2 separate regions of the Ovis aries genome follow, and region 2 is linked to region 1. Evidence: chromatin contacts called from public Hi-C data. All regions are on one chromosome and are shown on one strand. Each heading gives the region's core, a stretch centred on a gene start, on an enhancer-like site or on the middle of the called end of the contact. The rest is flanking DNA. Distances are from core to core; before and after follow the strand shown. Region 1 holds the start of C21H11orf24 (chromosome 21 C11orf24 homolog). Region 2 overlaps LRP5 (LDL receptor related protein 5).

Region 1 (3,892 bases), core at 274-2,773:
TATCGTTCAGGCACCAGGGAAGCCCGTGCAAACAGGCATTCTTTTTTAAAGTATTATTTTCCATTATGGTTTATCCCAGGAGATTGGATACAGTCCCGCTTATCTATTCTAAATGTAATAGTTTCCATCTACCAAATCCAAACTCCCAGTCTACTCCCTCTCTCCCAAAGCCTATTTCTTTTTTTTTCCAAACTCTAAAATTTATTTTTTTTAATTAGAAGATAATTGCTTTACAACGTTGCGTTGGTTTCTGAGGCACAACACCACACATCAGCTGTGTGACAGTTATTCAGTTGTGTCTGACTCTTGCAACCCCATGGACTGTAGCCCACCAGGCTCCTCTGTCCATGGGATTTTCCAGCCAAGAACATTGGAATGGGTTGCCATTTCCTACTTCAGGGGATCTTCATGACACAGAGACTGAAGCCAGGTCTCTTGCATTGCAGGCAGATTCTTTACCATCTGAGCCACCTGGGAAGCCCAAGTATACACATACATCAGCTATAAGTATATACATACATCCAACACTTCTTCCTTCATAGCTCAGTCGGTAAATCATCTGCCTGCAGTGCAGGAGACCCAGGTTCCATCCCTGGGTAAGGAAGATCCCCTGGAAGAGGGCACAGCAACTTAACTCCAGTATTCTTGCCTGGAGAATCCCATGGACAGAGGACCCTAGCAGGCTACAGTCCATGGGGTCGCAAGAGTCGGACATGACTTGGCGACTAAACCACCACCACCAATACCTCTTGAGCCTCTGTCTCATCCCTCAAAGCCTATTTCTAATAAAGGTCAAGTCCCGTCAGCTTTATTCTGTACTTCACTCTGCCCCACTGTTATTCACGGCTCACAATTAAAGAACATTCTGTGAGCCTCAGTTTCAGTGTCTGTAAAACGGGTGCGAAGCATGTCACAGGGTTGCTGCTGCTGCTGCTGAGTCGCTTCAGTCGTGTCCGACTCTGTGCGACCCCATAGACGGCAGCCCACGAGGCTCCCCCGTCCCTGGGAATCTCCAGGCAAGAACCCTGGAGTGGATTGCCATTTCCTTCTCACTGCGGAGTAAAATCACTGAACCAAGCTCAGGGCTTGGCGCGTGCAAGCACTCAAGACACACGGATGGCCATCTCTATTACTTAGTCCCAGCGCTGGCCCTTGGGCCTGAATAAAGTCTGTGGGATGGGGGCGGGCACGTGGCACAGCCACGCCGCCGAGGGAGGTCTGAGATGACCCTCTCCGAGACCCTCGGCCGGACAGGGCGGTATCCGCGACCAGGTGGCAAAGCCCCAGGAACCACCACTTCCGGCAGAGACCAGTCCAAAATAGCTACTTCCGGCCGCGCTCGAGGGGTAACCTGAGCCGCTCCGCGTGGGCGGGGCCTTGGGTCGGCCACGCCCCTCACTTCCGGCTCGCCTCTTGCAGCCCCACTGGTTTCGGGGATCGCGCTCCGGGGTCGTCCAAGGCTGCCCCGCCCACGCGGCACGCCCTCCCGTGACGTCACCTCCGGGCGGGGCGGGGCCGAGCTGGGGCGGCTGCCCTGAGCGGTCTTGGCATCGGGCTCCGCGGCTCTGCTGCCGGCCACGTCCCCACGCCGGACCGCGGGCGCTTTCTCCGCGCCCGAGGGCCGCCGGGCCGCCGCAAGGCCTGCCGCGCCCGGGTAAGCGGGCCTTCCTGCTGTCCCGGGGAGCCGTTGTCACTGTTGCCTGTACCTGCTTGGGGGCGGAGAGGGGCAGGTGGGGTGCATGGGGGACTCGAGGGTCGGAGGAGGGAGGCAGCGACAAGATGAATGGGGATACGGAGTGCACACTGGCGACGATTTGAGATGGGGAAGGAGAGGAAGGATCGGAAGGAGGAGTCAGCTAGGGGAGGGAGCGGGGACGGGGGAGCCCAAGAGGCAGGAGGCAAAAGGGGGCCTTAAGAGGACCCCGGTCCGGAGAAGAAGAGACGCGGCCTATCCAGTTTGGGAGTGAAGGAGGGAAAGTTGGGACACACCCGGATAGGTGGGGAGCTTAAAAGGTCCTGCCCGGCCCAAGGCTGGGCCCCAGGAAGTGTTGCCCTCAACGACAGAGTTGGCCCTTTCAGGCGACCCAGGCCTCCCCCGAGCCCTCTCTACCTGGAAGGGGCTTACGCATTTCGGCTTAACCTGCCTGCCTCCTCCACATGAGTCTGGGTAGCCGCTTAGTCTCTGCCATTAGCTGTTAAGCTAGTATGAGGAGCCAGCATCCGGTTTGCCATAAGACATAAATACCTACTTAGAAATCTGTCTTTGATAATATTGTTTTTCCCCCCCTCTCTGGAGGAATCATCTCTAAAATTTCAATACAGATGTTCAGCTTATAGGCCAGACTTGCCTGATGGACAAAGGAATGTGGAATTTACCCACGTGGCCAGCAAAATTAGGCTCTTGATCAGCAATTAGCATCATACCCAAAACTCCAGAAGCCTGGAAGGAAGCAATATAATTAAGATGCTCTCCAGCGCTCCAGGCTCCCATCTGCCACAGACACACATCCTTTGGAACCCAGGACAATGTCTAAAGACACAAGCCCACACGCCTGTGTTCCTTGCGTTCTGATACCGAAGTTCAGCCAGGTGACGTGTCAGGACAGATGTCTGTGGTTTGCCCTGTGTTTGTTTCTGCAATCCCTATTCCTTGGTGTGTGTCGTTTCTCCAGCTTGGAGTCACATTGCCGCTGCTGCTGATAAGTAAGTTACTAGTGTGATGGACTGTGGCAGGTAACACTTGTGTTGGGCTCAGGAACCTGTGTAAGCCAGAAAAAGGAATTAAGCAATTTGAAGTCTGATTTCAGGTAACGTGCATGCAGCACCCTGTATATCCCAGTTTCAAAAAAGTTTAAAATCAAGCCAAGCTTGAGAGCACAGAAATCGGAAGTGGGAGATGTTGAGAGGCAGCACAGAGTCAAGGACCAGAGAAGGAGGATGATGTTGGCGTCCAGGGCCACGTCTGAGGGTGCCTTTCTCATGGAGTGTTCCCTGGCTCCTGTCCCTTTCCTGCACAGCTTGTGAGGAACTGAGCCCTGAAAATGAGAACTCTCAGCACCAGCCTAACCTCCTATCTTTGCTCCTGGCCTGCTGTCTTAACACCATTTCCTTCCTGCTCCAAGGGTCTCTTTCTGAGACCTTGACCTGCCTAGTCATTCTACACCAGATAATGAGAATAATTGGCCAGGCCCTCCTTTAAGGCTCACTAAAGCATCACTGACCCAATGGACATGAGTTTGACCAAACTCCGGGAGATGGTGAAAGACAGGGAAGCCTAGTGTGCTGTAGTCCATGGGGTCACAAAGAGTTGGACACAACTGAGCGACTAAACAATACCAAAAACCTCTGCAGGGGAAACCAGATGTTAAGTTTTGGTGGTGGTTTCTCCATCAGGCTTCCCTGGTGGCTTAGACGGTAAAGTGTCTACCCGCAATGCAGGAGACCCAGGTTCAATCCCTGGATTGGAAAGATCCCCCAGAGAAGGAAATGGCAACCCACTCCAGTATTCTTGCCTAGAAATTCCCATGGATGGAGGTGCCTCGTGGGCTGCAGTCCATGGGGGTCACAAAGAGTTGGACACAACTGAGCTGCTTCACTTTCACTTTCCATTGCGAGTCAACTTCAGTTAGTACAGGTCCCAACAGGGGAATCTTGACATTTAAAATACGAGATTGGAAGGTGGAGGCTGTACCATACCAGAGGGATGAAGTCACGGCACAAGGGCCTGCTCTTGACTCTGCACAGAGGCCAATTCCTGTCTCTGTAGCAGTGATCACCAGCCGCACTGGCTGGGGCAAGAGGCAGTGATGGGAGCCGTCAGAGGTTTCCTGAGAGACCCGTGGAGTTCCCTGAGATAGCTCGAGATATGCTCTGTGAGCACGCACACCTCGTG
Region 2 (3,820 bases), core at 1,153-3,652, 110 kb before region 1:
AGGTCAGCAAAAAGCTAAGTGTAGAAACCCCCAAGCATTTGATAGCGGCACAAATCAGGCAGTCTGGTCTCCGGTCCACAGTTTTCAATCCCTGCTCGAGAAATTCCCCTGCCCTTCATTTTCAGGAAAGGAAACTAGATGCCTCCAGGAAGTTATGTCCAAATGGCCAAGCCAGATGTGGAAGGGGCCCGCATGCAGCGTGCTCTCTCTGACCTCTAGGCCTCCGGCCTCCTATGCTCAGCTGACCTAACACACCAGCCACAGGTCTGAGGTAGGGGAAGCGGGGGGTGGCAGGAAAAACACACCCATCCCCTGAGCAGCTCATTGCCCGACCTGCAGAACAACAGCTGTGCGCGGGGAGGAAGGGTGGGCAGACCCCAGAGCAGCTCACCCTCAGCCATGTCGAAGGGGCAGGACCCTCTGCTGTGGGGTCTGCATGGCCACCCGCAAACCAGAGGACCCCGAAAAGTCATCTGAAGTGCACTTTCCTTACACTGAATGCTGTTTCCAGCACTTAGCCAGGCAAAGGGGTGTGATTCCCAGGACCAATCCTTTGAAAGCATGACTCTTAAAGGGAAAAGAGGGACTTTCCTGGTGGTCCAGTGGATGGGATTTCGCCATCCAATGAGGAGGGTGTGGATTCGATGTCTGGTCAGGGAGCTGGGATCCCACATGTTTCGAGGCCAAAAAATACCCAAAACATTTTTAAGAAAAAGGAAGCAGTGTTGTAACAAATTTGATAAAGACATTAGAAATAGCCTACATTAAAAATAATAATAACTGGAAATAAAAAAAAAAAAAACAAGGAAAAAGAGTTCTGCTCTCTGATGGAATAACTATACTCACATAAAACCCAAATTAAAACTGCCCTGGTTATTTTGATTCACGTAATTCAAAAGACCTTACACACATACCCACACATACCCGCAGAGCTTGTGGCCCCGTTGCTCAGGGGTCCTGCACCCTTCTTCCCCAGGGTTTGTGGACCTGGACACACAGCCCATCCGTCGCTCCTCCAATGAGGGTTTATTCCACGTGTGCTGGAAGTCACCTCCACCAACTCAGGAGATGTCAGGAGCAGGGGGCTGGATGTATTTTCATCCTAGTCTGTAAATCCTCCTTGGCCCACCTGCCCCCTTGGGGGGTACGATCCCCGCTGGGTACTTCCCACCAGCATCCACCGTGACTGCAGACATCAGCTGCAAGGACATCAGCTCCCCAGGACATCGGGGTGGGGGTGGGAGCCGCAAGGAGTCCGGGTGATCCCTAGGGCTTCCAGCAAGTACCAGGTAACCCACACCAAAGTGACACTTCCTGCCTCAAAGATGGGCCAAACAGGTCTATGGGGTCGGCCCATGAGACTTCTGCTTCTTGCCGCCGGGTGTCAGAGCAACCCCGAGGAGAAGTGAAGCTGAAAGGGTTACCCACTCGGTCGTGTCCAACTCTTTGTGACTCCGTGGACTGGAGGCCGACAGGCTCCTCTGTCCACGGCATTCTCCAGACACTGGAGTGGGTAGCCATTCCCTTCTCCAGGGGATCTTCCCGACTCAGGGATTGAATCCCAGTCTCCTGCCTGGCAGGCAGATTCTTTACAGTCTTAGCCACCAGGGAAGCCCCAGGGAGGAAGCTTTAGAAGATACCGCAAGGCCACAGAGGGCAAGACTCGACCTTGCTCTTATTCAGGAACGGCTGAAACGGCCACCCAGGGACCTTGCCCGATCACGGCGTGCGCACAGGGCTGTGCACACGCTCTACTTGTTTCAGGATTAATAAAGGGCGGGACTTCTGCCTCCCCTTCAACGGTCCCCGGCCGTTTTGGCACCAGAGACGAGTTTCGTGGAAGACAGTCCTTTGACAGGCCAGGGTCAGGGGATGGCTTCAGCACAGGACATTTATTGAGCACTTTATTGCTATTCTTATTACACTTGTGAAATATATAATGAAATCTGCAAGTCCCTTTGCTACAACAAGGCTGTGATCCATGAAGGGATATGTATTTCATCACACAGTCAGAAGCTCTGGCTGTTTCACATCGTGTACGGATGTGAAAGTTGGACCATAAAGAAGTCTGAGTGCCCAGGAACCGATGCTTCCGGGGGAGAGAGCTGGAGCAGCTGGGCATGTGGCCTCGAGAACAAGCCCTGGATGGATGGATCCGCCGGGGGGAGAACCCTCGCTAGGGTGTCATGGGCTTGGCATCTACCAAGAAGCAAGTCAGAGAGAAAAGGAGGGAGATGCTGGGCCAAAGGAGCCGTCGATTTGAGACTAAATAGGGAGCCAGCAAGTCCCAGATACTTGTACCAATGAAGTTGAACTTCGTGGCGCAAGAGAGCAGGGGCAGGCTGGAGTAGGGACTGGGAGCAGGAAGTGGATGACAGGCCGGGGCCCCGGGTGTGGCCGGAGTCACAGGAAGGGCTGATCACCGGTGGCAGGAACTTCCACCCCCAAGGGCTCCAGACTCAGGACGAGGGTTAAGGAAGTGCCACAGGGGAACTCCAGACCCAAGTAAGTAGGGCAGGAGTCACAGGCAGCTCTGGGGCGGCATGGGAGGCAGCCCACACCCACACACACCCCAGATGGCTCCAACCTTGATTGACCAGTCCACCTCTGGTGCCCGAGGCTGGGGAGGGCGCCTCAGGGCTGTCTCCCCGGGCGAGCCGGCCCCAAGCCCATCCCCAGCCGCACCCCACACTGGGAGGCACCCCGCGCTAAGCCCCCTGAGGGGCTGCTGACCTGGGCTGGCCTGACCCTGCCGTCCAGGACGCTGTCACAGATGAGGCGGCAGGAGGCCCACCTGCAAGGTTTCGCAGCCCCCTCCCCTGCCACCCCCGCACCCCTCCAAGGTCTGGACCCTGTTCCACAGATCCATCCACGTGCTGCCACCACCGGCCAGCAGAGGCCAGAGGAATCCCCGCCTCGTGGGCTCCAGGGCTCGGTTCTCCTCCCCACTCGCCCTGGGGGACCCACCGCAGCTGCCCCGTGAAGCAGGAGCTGGACCGCCGCCCGCTTCAAAGGGAAGCCGGCTGACTCCACGTGGGGGTCCTTTCTGCCGGTGCCCTGGCTCGGAACCCGCGGCCAGGCCACGGGCGCGATCATGCTGAAGAGACTCCCCTCTCCCCTCCAAGGCAACCTGGCCAGACATGCTGGAGAAGACGCTCGGCACCTTAGCCTCTGGCGGGGCATAACCTCTTGGAGACAGAACCACTGCCAGAAGCCACCCTGCTGCCGGCTGACCCGGAGGGGCCTCCTCTGACCGTCCCGCCCGCCTGGAGTCCGAGGATGCCATCAGGAAAGGAGACGCGGCCCCTCACCCAAGGCTGTTCTCCCGAAGCCCTGACTCCACAGGACCCTAAGAGGGGCGTCTGCACCTGGGCTGACGGCCTGATCCCCAAGGTTTGCGAAATTTGTCCTTTGAGGGGCGCATCGGAAAAGCCGGTGGCTCAGGGGTAAAGAATCCACCTGCAATCCAGGAGACGATGCAGGAGATGCAGGTTCGATCCCTGGGTCGGGAAGATCCCCTGGAGGAGGGCATGGCAACCCACTCTAGTATTCTTGCCTGGAGAGTCCCATGGACAGAGGAGCCTGGTGGGCTACAGTCCGTGGGGCTGCCTAGAGTCAGACATGACTGAAGCGACTTGGCATAAAGACGGAGAAGCATCTGCTAGGCACATCTACCCAGACGTGCAGCAGAGCTGGCGCTCACTGGGTGCTCAGAGGCACCCTAAGACCCAAGGGGGGACAGCCCATGGCAGGAACACACAAGCCAGTCCTCCAGGAATGCTCAGGCCACCTCCAGAAAACTCACCCTGCAGCCCTTCAC

The links. Hi-C and Micro-C count contacts between places; a contact is called where the count stands out from the background.
Region 2: a Hi-C map of mixed tissues shows a contact between it and region 1, with 2.0 times the contacts expected there. The contact joins the enhancer-like site here to the promoter of C21H11orf24 in region 1. A contact is called at or near these places in 4 of 16 Hi-C or Micro-C datasets (hypothalamus, mixed tissues, muscle and 1 more).

The regions. Positions count from the first base shown.
Region 1 is chr21:42,161,786-42,165,677 of ARS-UI_Ramb_v3.0, reverse strand. C21H11orf24 (chromosome 21 C11orf24 homolog) reads left to right here and starts at 1,523. Exons shown (of 4, transcript XM_012102197.3): 1 at 1,523-1,654.
Region 2 is chr21:42,270,118-42,273,937 of ARS-UI_Ramb_v3.0, reverse strand. The region is part of intron 7 of LRP5 (LDL receptor related protein 5); the gene reads right to left. Among named protein-coding and RNA genes, the nearest start is that of TRNAA-AGC, 56 kb to the left of the region's middle. Within about 2 kb of position 2,402, at least 14 of the 54 cell types and tissues checked have an H3K27ac peak or open chromatin away from gene starts, as enhancers often do.